Linked DNA regions of Mus musculus: regions 1 and 2 are each linked to region 3. Evidence: chromatin contacts called from public promoter capture Hi-C data. All regions are on one chromosome and are shown on one strand. The core of a region is the stretch at or near the end of the contact, and the rest is flanking DNA. Distances in the headings are between cores, read along the strand shown.

Region 1 (3,274 bases), core at 760-3,259, 630 kb after region 3:
CTGGAAAAGTTTACCTAAAATACCTTATTCGGGGTATTGTTCTGACTTTAGAAGGGAGGGGTGGAGAGGGTTGAAAACTGGGGTGGGGGTGGGAAGACCATGGGAGGATAGTTTGTTTAATGAACTGTTAAAATTTGGAAATTCTTAAGTGGGGTCCCTCACCACGGCATTGAAACCATCCTCTTAATTTCATTTTAGGCAGGCTGCATCTACTTGTACTCATCTCATAGGATATTTTCATCTCTTCCAGCTCTCTTCTGTCTCTTAACCAAGACGCGTAGTCCGGGTGACTGTTGGTAGTGAGGTTTCTTTGGGAAAATATTCCAAAATCGGGGTAATGGGTTTTCTCATTCTGATGCTCAAGGGAATGTGTTTACTCGTTCCCAGCGCTCCCACTGCAGCTGCAGGGCACAATTAATTATGTTAATAATTTGCGAGAAGCGGATGTAACTCCCCAACTCCTCCCCCCCGGGGGGGTGACAAAAGGGGAAGGAGACATCCTGGGGTCCGACCACGTGATATTATCTTCGCGCCACTTTTACAACCCTCCCCCAGGTTTTGCTTGAGCTCATTGAGGTTTTTTTTTTTTTTAAATCCTGCTTTAATACAATGTCTCTTAAAAGAGGGTCTGAGATATGTTTCCACACCTCTCCATCACTAGCTACCTTTAAAGGTCCAAAGTTGGATTGCAGTCCATGCAACTCTCACAAGCGAGATCTGATTGGATATTAAATTTGGGCTTGCATAGTTTCCAGAAAGCATCAAACAGATGCTCTGGCATACGGTGGGAGGTCTGTTTGTGCGGGTGTTTGAAAGTGGAAGGCAGCCCACCTGTAGGAGTAACACACATTGGAGTAACGAGGGTGCTTTGCATCACTGAGACCTGAGCTGAGCCTGCAATTCTGCTTGAGCTCCACCGCTGGCCAGGGAGCAGGAGACAAGTCTTAGGAGTCTTTCAGTCCTTAGTAATCCGCTCGCCTGAACCCCTACTGTGCACCAGATTGAAACTCACGTGGTGCTCTTGTTCCCTTTTGAGCTTTGAACTGCCACAATCACCCAAGGCAACAGTGTTAGGGAGTAAGGGACCTGTCTTCGTTTCTGAGCCCCAGCTCATCCCTTCCAGTGTCCCCTCTCCTGATAGTGCGTGCTCAGTAACTTCAGGTTTATTTGTTATCTGGTCAATCACTCTTTCCACCATCTAACTCACCAAATATCTATCCTCTTGGACCCGTGCCCTCCAACAAAGCAGAGAAAGTATAGTATGGTTATCCTTTTTTGCCCCATAACCTCCTAGTATGCTTAATTTTGTATTGACGCTAAATCATAATTTTAGTTTTGTACTTGGGATGTGCTTTTAAACAGCCTTCTCTCAAATGAGTCTTAGCTGTGGAAGGGGGAAAAGCAAGGTAATTGGCATCTGTGCGTGCACCCAAGGGACATTACCATTCATAATGCCTGCTAGGAAACTGATTTAAAGGGTAAAGGTGGCGTTCAGCAAGTGTGAAACTTCAGCAGTAGCTTCACATGCCAGAACTGAAAACTTTCACATGGGCAGAGTGGATATGCCGGGTATGTATTTCTTCTCTCCTACAGACTTTCGGGACACTTTCAATCTAGCTGTGAGGTAGTGCGCATGCGCGCACTCGTTGGGACGTGGGGACACCTGGGTCCCACAACTGCTTGGGCCTCGTAGCCTATCTCCAGAGGGGGATGGGACAAGCGCTTCAGGAGCCTGACCGGACAAGGTAGTAATGAGTGCGCCATTCTGGGCAGGCGACTGTGGCACTGGTTTAGACTGGCATCCCATGGGTGCTTGGATTAAGGAAGGACTCTGGTGTTGGGGACAGAAGGGCAAGGCTGAGGGAGCGGGTCCTGTGTGTCACTGGGGCACCGTGGGCTTTGGCCTGGGCGGTGTGGGGGTTCCATTTCCTAATTCCTGTGTGGGCCGAGTGGGCGGGGGCGGGCTTTCCCCCCTAGGCTATTAAAGGCGAAGGGCGGGCTTTTCCCAGGGATCGGGCTTTGGGACGCAGCTCGAGGTGACGGACCGCTGCCACAGGCTCGTGTGCACAAGTGGTGCTGCGCGGACACTTTGGGGGTTAGGTGTGCGTGGGCCGCCGGGGCGCGTTTCCTGCACGTGGCTCCTCGCCGCCCTCCCTCCTCCACCAGCTAGGAGAGCAGAGGGCCAGGAGCTCTAGGAAGATGCGTGCGGTTCCCTGATCCTGGCAGGCAGGACAGCAGCGGGATGGTCGCGCGCGCCACCTGCCAGGGCGGGTCACTGGCAGATCCCCTACGCGCTTGTTCTGGATGACTGGACCAGGAGATGCGTACCTCCGCGGGCGCAGCTGTGATCCCAGAGAGTTAACTAAGGTGGGAGGGGATGGAGCTGGCAAGACTTGAGAAAAGCAAAGTACCTGAGTGTAGTTGAGGGGTGCCAGGCAACTCGTGAGAAAAGGACTCTCCCTTGTTGCTCTGAAGGTTTCTGGAGAACTTGTGGGTGGTCAAATGCCAGGGTGCACGTGGGGTGTGGGGCGGGAGGACTCCCGACCTACCTTGGTTTCCCTCCCACCAACCCGAGAATGGAGGGAGAGGCTTAAGCTTGGCGCGTTTTGGGGGCTTTGAATGGAGAACTCCGTTTCCCATAATGCTTTGTTTCTTTCTGTTTAATTTTGGTGGCCGCTAAGGTGTCTTGAAGACCTAAGCGCGTGGCATGACTGGCTGGAGCACACCCTGCGTTCCCAGGAGGTTCACAGATCTCTACTGGAGCCGCTGCTGAAGATGCGGGAATAGACCAGAGAAAATCCCGAAATGGTAAAAGACTGGGTCCTCTTTGCAATTTTAGAAGTTGTACAGCGACTTTCTAGTATATATGATGGAGAGCAGATGTGTTAAAGAAAGGTATTAGCTAGAAGGAGCTTTCTCTGGAGGGCTGAGGTATGGTTTTGCGAAGTTGAGTCAGGTTTTGTAATATATTTTTAGTGGAGGCAAAAATCTCTAGTTGTAGGAACCCAGTTCAAGAAGAAAAGTATAATAAGCCAATACTTGCACTATAGGAAGCAGATTTCATATTTACTTCAAAAGTTTTGCTAATTTATATTTAAAATGTTTTAAGAACTATCTTAGTCACTAAGTGGCTTCGAAAAGTTCCAACATTTAAAATATCCTTTCTCATTGAACACATTTCAAGTTTTGTGTCCCTGAAGTTTATTGGTGTCCCCCCATCAACACAAACATTCCATCATGGGAGGGAGGGAGCTCGTGACCCCTCAGACTGTCC
Region 2 (3,357 bases), core at 513-3,012, 580 kb after region 3:
TGGGAAAAGCAGAGATTTTTCTCTCCAAAACTATTAAGTAAATTCATTTTTCTCCCCCACTTCACATCTATCTGTCATATTCCCTTTTTCTGTTACCATCGGTGAGCATTGAGACCTGAAGCTAAGTATATTGGTCACACTGGTATCTGGTAACAATGATTTTTAACTGAGTTATTTTGGGGTTTTGTTTTTAAGAAGGAAAAAGGAAAATCTCTACTGTCCTCCCTAGCTTACGAACTTCGCGGGATGACATTTTAAGGCAAGGGCTTTCATGTTTCCCCTGAAGTTTATTTGACTTAGCTCAAGTCTTCAGGGCACTTTTCTTTTGAACGTTTATGAGGCCGTCTTGGAAGCGTGCTGACAGGGATGAGTGATGCTTTGCTTACAAAGTTGAAGGTTTATGTTGGGCAAGACTCTGAGCTTCTGAACTCCCAGGATGAGATAACAACCAGAACAACTGTACTTACCCTTCCTGAGGTCCAAGGTCTTAGACCGGATGTCACTGGTCTCCTCCAGCTTGAGCTGGAAAAAACAGTTCACCACCACCACCCCCACCTCCCTACAGGAAATATAATTTAAAGAATGTCCCAAACCCATGTTATTCTCTGAAGTGTCCATTCAAGTCACAGATGCTACACCTACAATGTCTGTGGGTCTATCTGCAATGTGGCACCAGACAGAAGTCATTTCTCTTTCTAAGTTTTCAGCCCATTTTTCCAAGTGTTATGCTACCGTCTTCCTTCCTCGGGCAATACAAATGTCAAGTGGGGCAAGAACCACACTGATACTGCATTCACCACGGTTATCTCTTTACCCTGAGCATGTATTGAACAGACAAGCCACCTGTGGTGGAGACAGAAGCTTGCTGATTACAATGTGCCTACCAAGAGTCACAGGGCTGGAACCTAGGCCTGGCTTCCCTCCTTCGAGTAGAGTTAATTTGTAAAAACATGACACAGAGAAATGGTCCCGCTTTTTTTTTTTTTTTTTTTTTGCTTTCATCTTTCAGGGTTCTAACATATGGGTCAAGTGCCCACTTCCCTGGACAGAATGTCCCTTCTATTGTTTAGGCAATATGGAGAGAGAAACAAAGTGCCACCGAAAACTCAGCACTGTGTGTGGCTATGATCCTCAATTCTTTGTTATTAGTGTGAAATTATCCCTTCTTGAAGAAAAGATACGGAGTCCCCTGAGTTCCCAAGGCTTAGACTTTATTACTATGGGAGTCACATTCTTGCTATAAAGCTGTATCTTTATATGCATAGTTTGGGGATTTTTCTCTGTGAATGGTTAACTGAAACTCCTGCCATCCTTGCTTCTATGGAAAAGAAGGTGGCCAGGAACAAGATGTTGTTAGAACCCCCACTGCAGGTGACTCTTTTCACCTCCCAGTCCAGATCCTGTAGCTAGTGGGTGAATGGATAAGCTTGACCCCACTTCTCTGTCCACAACCCCTTTCCCACGCCCTGTTTCTTTTCTTTCCAAACACACGCTAGCTCCAGCCTGGGGCTCTCAAGAGAAAAAAAAAAAAACCTGCTGCTGGGACTTCCTTGGTTTTCCGCCCTCTTGCTGGGAGAGTCAGGGGGTAAAGAGGGGCGCGCCAGGGGAACCCGGGATGTCCCTTACACAGACATACCTGGAAGCGCGGGTGCGGTTGGAGAGCCCTGTCCACTCTTCCCCGAAGCCGGTCACTACCGACAGGAGGCAGCCCCTTGTTCAGTGCTAGCCACCACGACCCGGCCAGGCTGGCCCGGGGCAGAGCCTCTGCAGTGCAGCTCCAGCGCGGGCCGCACTGTTGCCTAGCAACCAGGCGGATGGATTTAAAGGGACCGGGCACTGAAGGAACCGGTCGCTGCAGGTTGAGTACTGCTGCTAGTCAGGGAGTCAAGGCCGGACCAGAGCACTGAGCATGCCCGGTAGGGCGGCCACTGTGGTGGCTTCTGCCAGGCAAGAGATAGGAAAGCAGGGAGAAGACGCTGAGTCAGAATAGGAAAGGTCAAGAAAATGCTAGGCAAACCCATGCACCGCTGGGACTATTAGACTAGATGTGGGAGATTCTCAAGGCTATGTGACCACCGACTGTGGAGAAATGGAGAGGCAGTTGCATAGGGTTAATCCCCTAGATTTGGTATTTAGTAACAGGATGTTATGGAGGATTCGCTTTGGAAGACCTTAGGTTGGAGTCAGGGTTGCTAATAATGTGGGAGTTGCATCATATCCCCATCTCTACCTTATGTACCTGTCGAAGGTCAGTCCAATGGCTTAGCCAGAAGTTCTACATTAGGCAAAGCACTAAAAAGAACCTTGAGTCAGAACCTGGCTCTACCTGTGTAAAAAATGAGGCCTGTCTCTCCATCCATATTGTCTCCATTTATCACTCAAGAATTTGCCTAAGTTGTTCTTGAACCCATTTGAATGTAAAAACGTTGAGGACAACTAGTTTACACTATACTCAAGGGTTAAAAAAAAAAATCACTCCACCCCATAATCAGCATCCAAACGCTGACACCATTGCATACACTAGCAAGATTTTATTGAAAGGACCCAGATGTAGCTGTCTCTTGTGAGACTATGCCGGGGCCTAGCAAACACAGAAGTGGATGCTCACAGTCAGCTAATGGATGGATCATAGGGCTCCCAATGGAGGAGCTAGAGAAAGTAGCCAAGGAGCTAAAGGGATCTGCAACCCTATAGGTGGAACAACATTATGAACTAACCAGTACCCCGGAGCTCTTGACTCTAGCTGCATATATATCAAAAGATGGCCTAGTCGGCCATCACTGGAAAGAGAGGCCCATTGGACTTGCAAACTTTATATGCCCCAGTACAGGGGAACACCAGGGCCAAAAAGGGGGAGTGGGTGGGCAGGGGAGTGGGGGTGGGTGGATATGGGGGACTTTTGGTATAGCATTGGAAATGTAAATGAGCTAAATACCTAATAAAAAATGGAAAAAAAAAATCACTCGCTTTCCCCAGTCACCCAAATTTTCTCTTTAAGTTTTAAAGCTTCCTCACAACTTTCGAGGGGTTTCTTGGGTGACAAAACCCCGCCTCCTTAATCATATTATTTATTCTAAACATGCTATTTTGTGGAACAAATAAATGGTCTCCTCAGGCTTTGATTAGTCGGTTGCACAGTGTAAATTTTATAGCCCATGCCGGGCTGAGACTGGAGGCTGTGAAACACGGGGTTTTGCGGGCACCAGATAGCAAGAGAAAGAAAGGGAAATGACGGCTCTGGGGTCTCCAGGGAAAGATGGTTTAAGTTCATTTTAAAAGTTACAATCTAATTTAAAAGACCTAACAGGTGAGTGACTTGGGAACAATACCGGAGCTACTTTTTGAAAATTCAAACCT
Region 3 (3,710 bases), core at 992-3,491:
CTTCCACAACCACATATTTTACCACAAACCAGTCTGACCTGCAAGAGGAGTACAAGCTTTGGTCCTTTTGCAATGTTTGGCTGCCTAACCAGTTTATTTGCAAAAACAACACTTGGTCAGGTCAAGATGGAGAGCTGTGCTAGTGAAGAAAGAGTGACTGTCATACGAAGCCTTGCTTGGAGTCCTTTCTGGGCCTACTTAGGATTTCTGATGCAATAGAGGCAAAGTATCACATATAATTAAATTGCATACTGTCTTAGTCAGGGTCTCTATTCCTGCACAAACATCATGACCAAAAAGCAAGTTGGGTTGGGGAGGAAAGAGTTTATTCAATTTACACTTCCATGCTGCTGTTCATCACCAAAGGAAGTCAGGACTGGAACTCAAGCAGGTCAGGAAGCAGGAGCTGATGCAGAGGCCATGGAGGGATGTTCCTTACTAGCTTGTCTGTCTACAAGAGATGACTATTTCATAGTTATCATTCCCCATTACTTTGAGTCTTCATTAGGATCATCTTCATAGATCCCAGGAAGTTACCACTGCTCTTGATTTCCACATTTCCCCCTTGATCACTAATTGAGAAAATGCTTTACAGTTGTATGTCATGGAGGCATTTCCTCAACTGAAGCTCCTTCCTCTGTGATAACTCCAGCTGTGTCAAGTTGACACAAAACTAGCCAGTACATATACGAATGTATTGTAGAAGGGGCACGATGCTGGAAGCAATGGCCTCTTCTGAGGGAATAGGACATGGTTACCTATATCAGGAAGAATTGCAAAACAGAATTAGCAGTGTTCTTTGCTAGTAGAATAGGGGTCAACAGTTTTTATGAAAGCGTCTGGTGGATTTAGTGGTACATGCCTGTAATCCCAGCATGATAGGAGGATCACTGCAAGTTAGAACCATCTTGGCCTCCATAACGTGTGTCAGACCAGCTAGCGCTATAGTCAGGCCACGTTTCAGACAAACAAATAAGACATGTCGTTCTTATGGAAGATTCTGAAAGGTTAGTTGGGAAAGTGACATTTCCCCTGGATCCTGAAAGATAGGTGTTCAAAAGACAGATAAGAGCATTGCACAAAGTCTGTGAGTAAAGGTCTCAGAGCCTAGGGCCCAAGTGATATCTACTGTTATAGACCCATTGATTAAGAGTAATGAGGAAGGTTTTGGGTCTTATACTTGTGCAGAGGGTACCCTTGGACCGTATTGTTCCTTTTTGAACATAATTAAGTTTGAATTTTGAAGTGTTTTCCATTTCATTTACTTTTCTTTTTTGAGACAGGGTTTCTCTATCCTGGCTGTCTTGTGTCCAGCACACTGGGTCTTGCTAGGTAGGCCAGGCTGCTGAGATATGAAGTCCTTGGGGTCTTTGGGACTTTGCCCCTTTGGTGCTTGACTTAACAGTTGTCCATTGTTCCTAGCCGAAAAGTCTTTTCTCTCTCATTTGTTGTTTGCTTGGTGTTGAGATGGGGTCTCATATATAAGCAGGCTGGCCTCAGTCTCAAAGATCTACTGCTTCCCCTTCTAAGTGCTAGGATTAAAGCCCTGTAGCAGCATACCTGCCTGAAAGACTCTAAGAATAGAGTACAGACCTGAGAATAGAGATTTCCCCTTTAAAAGTCAATTGTTATTTTGTAACTCAAATTTGTCTTAACTCAGGATCCTCCTGCCTCAGCCTTTGAATACTGGGATTATAGTCTTGTTCTACCATGCCAGGCTTGAAAAGCTTTAAGTAGAACAGCAGGGTCACCTATACCTTAGACTGAGCCAACTGGATTGCTGTCTGGGCAATAGTTTAGACAAAGTAACAGTAGAAAGAATGAATCCAAATAGGAAGCTACTGTAGCAGCATGAACAAATCCTGAACAGTCTGCTTTGCGCCGATGATAGAGTGGAGAAAGAGAGCTAGTGCTTAATACAGAGTCTCAGAGGAAGAGTCACAAGCCTTGGGTATTCATTGTATGGAATGCATTCTGAGTTGGGGAGAGGAGTGAATGAGGCAGACGTCAAAGGTCACCACCAAATGAGTGCAAAGAGATTGCACTCAGAGAAAGCCTCTAATCCTCTGGGGGCGGGTGAGGGGGGCGGAGGAAAAGGAGGGGCGGCCAGAGGACAAAGGAAGTAGTTTGAAGCATAGAGAAGGAAGAAACCCCAGAAGCCAGGTGGCAACACAGAAGCCCCGCCCCCGGCTAGACCCCGCCCCGGGCCCGCCTTTCCTTCCTCTTCTCACCCACCCCCCAGTTGCGACTCATCCTCCTGGGCGGGGAGAGGTGGCAGTCGAGTCCTCCCATATCCCAGCAGGCAGTGCAGTCTGGAGACTCTGACAAAGGAGCAGGGAGCAGTCGCAGCTGCTTTCCGAGGAGCCAGTGTTGCTGAGGTGAGAGTCCCTCAATGTCCCGTCACCCACTTTCTCTGACTTGCGGGGAAGACATGGAACTTACATGGCTGAGACCTCCCCCTCCGGTGTAGACAATGCCAGTACCCGTAGCCAGAGCTTGGCTCTGTGACTGACAGCAGGGCTGTTCAGTGCCGGGCTAAGGTGGGTGGCGGGGACCGGGCAGCGGGTCCACCGTTCTTGGACTGTTGGTGGCCCTTCTGCAGGGTCTCCAGGGCCAGCAGAGTTGTGTAGCTACCCCTGCCTAGACGAAGGCAGCCTCCGAAACCTCCCGCTGCCTGCCCGACAAGAGTTCAGTTGCCTTGGGGATGCAGCTCTAGGGACAACTCTTTGGCGGACATTGCCTGGAGGGCTGTGGGAGGGAAGTCAGTCGACTACCTAGTTTGGGATGACCCTGTCCTCGCCCTTCCTGCAGTTCAGCCGTTCCCCCCCGCGAGCAACTGGACGGAAACGGGGCGGGGGGCGACCGGAGCCAGGCGTCCCAGGATGGCTTTGCCTGAAGGGGCATGAAGGAAAGTAGAGAGACTGGGAGGGAGGGTGGTTGGTGGTCGAAGCAAGTATCTTCTTGGAATTACATAGGGGAGAAAGGAGGTAAGTGGCCTGTATCCTTACCCCTCCCTGGACCTCTGCACAGATCCTGATGGTTGCACCAGCTGCTCAGCTGTAAACAGGCTCACATGACCAGTTTCACATGGAGCCGGGTAGTGTGGAGATAGGGCTGTAAAGGCTGGGCCCCAAGCAGGTGGGGCTGGTCTTAGGCAGGAAGGTTTTAGCCCCTCCCTAGACCTCAGCCCTTAATCTTCTGCTGTTTCCCTCTGGGGAAAGTAACTGACATTTGTCTTTCTCTCACTGAAGTAGCATTGCTGTGCTAGTAGAATGGAAGGAAAGTTCACTTGGGAAAGCCACAGGGCAAGTAAGAAGTGCAAAGGGTCCTAGTATTTTGTCCTTTAAGGACATTTTAAGAGAAAGTAACCCTGAAAAAAAGTTCAAGTTCCTAAATTTTGCCTAAAAGGCAGTCCTGTTCTATTGGAACACTTTTTGTTTTTAATGTGAATTCCAGACAGGAGAAAGTCTACTCTTTTCGGGAAAGGCACACATGGGATTTAATACATTCTTAGTGACGAAAATCTTGTCCACACTTCCTGTAAGTATTAGGAAAGCTCTTTGTGTATAAAATACTACAGTCAGGAAATTGAGTAAGGAGTAGACAGCCAGCTTTTCAATTACACGTATATTTCATATATTTGGTATAGATCGGTGGTAAGTTTGGAGAACAGGAAACATGGCCAAATGTGTCTTTAAAATTTTTCAGTC

What was found. Promoter capture Hi-C pulls out the DNA fragments that hold promoters and counts their contacts.
Region 1: a contact with region 3 is called in a promoter capture Hi-C map of pre-B cells. The contact joins the promoter of Kis2 here to the promoter of Mospd1 in region 3.
Region 2: a promoter capture Hi-C map of liver shows a contact between it and region 3, with 3 times the contacts expected there. The contact joins the promoter of Ccdc160 here to the promoter of Mospd1 in region 3. A contact is called at or near these places in 5 of 39 promoter capture datasets (the C10 cell line, liver and pre-B cells).

The regions. Positions count from the first base shown.
Region 1 is chrX:52,743,328-52,746,601 of GRCm38.p6, reverse strand. Kis2 (Kaplan integration site 2) reads left to right here and starts at 2,009. Exons shown (of 1, transcript NR_003188.1): 1 at 2,009-3,274.
Region 2 is chrX:52,789,605-52,792,961 of GRCm38.p6, reverse strand. Ccdc160 (coiled-coil domain containing 160) reads right to left here and starts at 1,762. Exons shown (of 2, transcript NM_001034059.1): 1 at 1,637-1,762.
Region 3 is chrX:53,369,090-53,372,799 of GRCm38.p6, reverse strand. Mospd1 (motile sperm domain containing 1) reads left to right here and starts at 2,241. Exons shown (of 6, transcript NM_001290514.1): 1 at 2,241-2,378.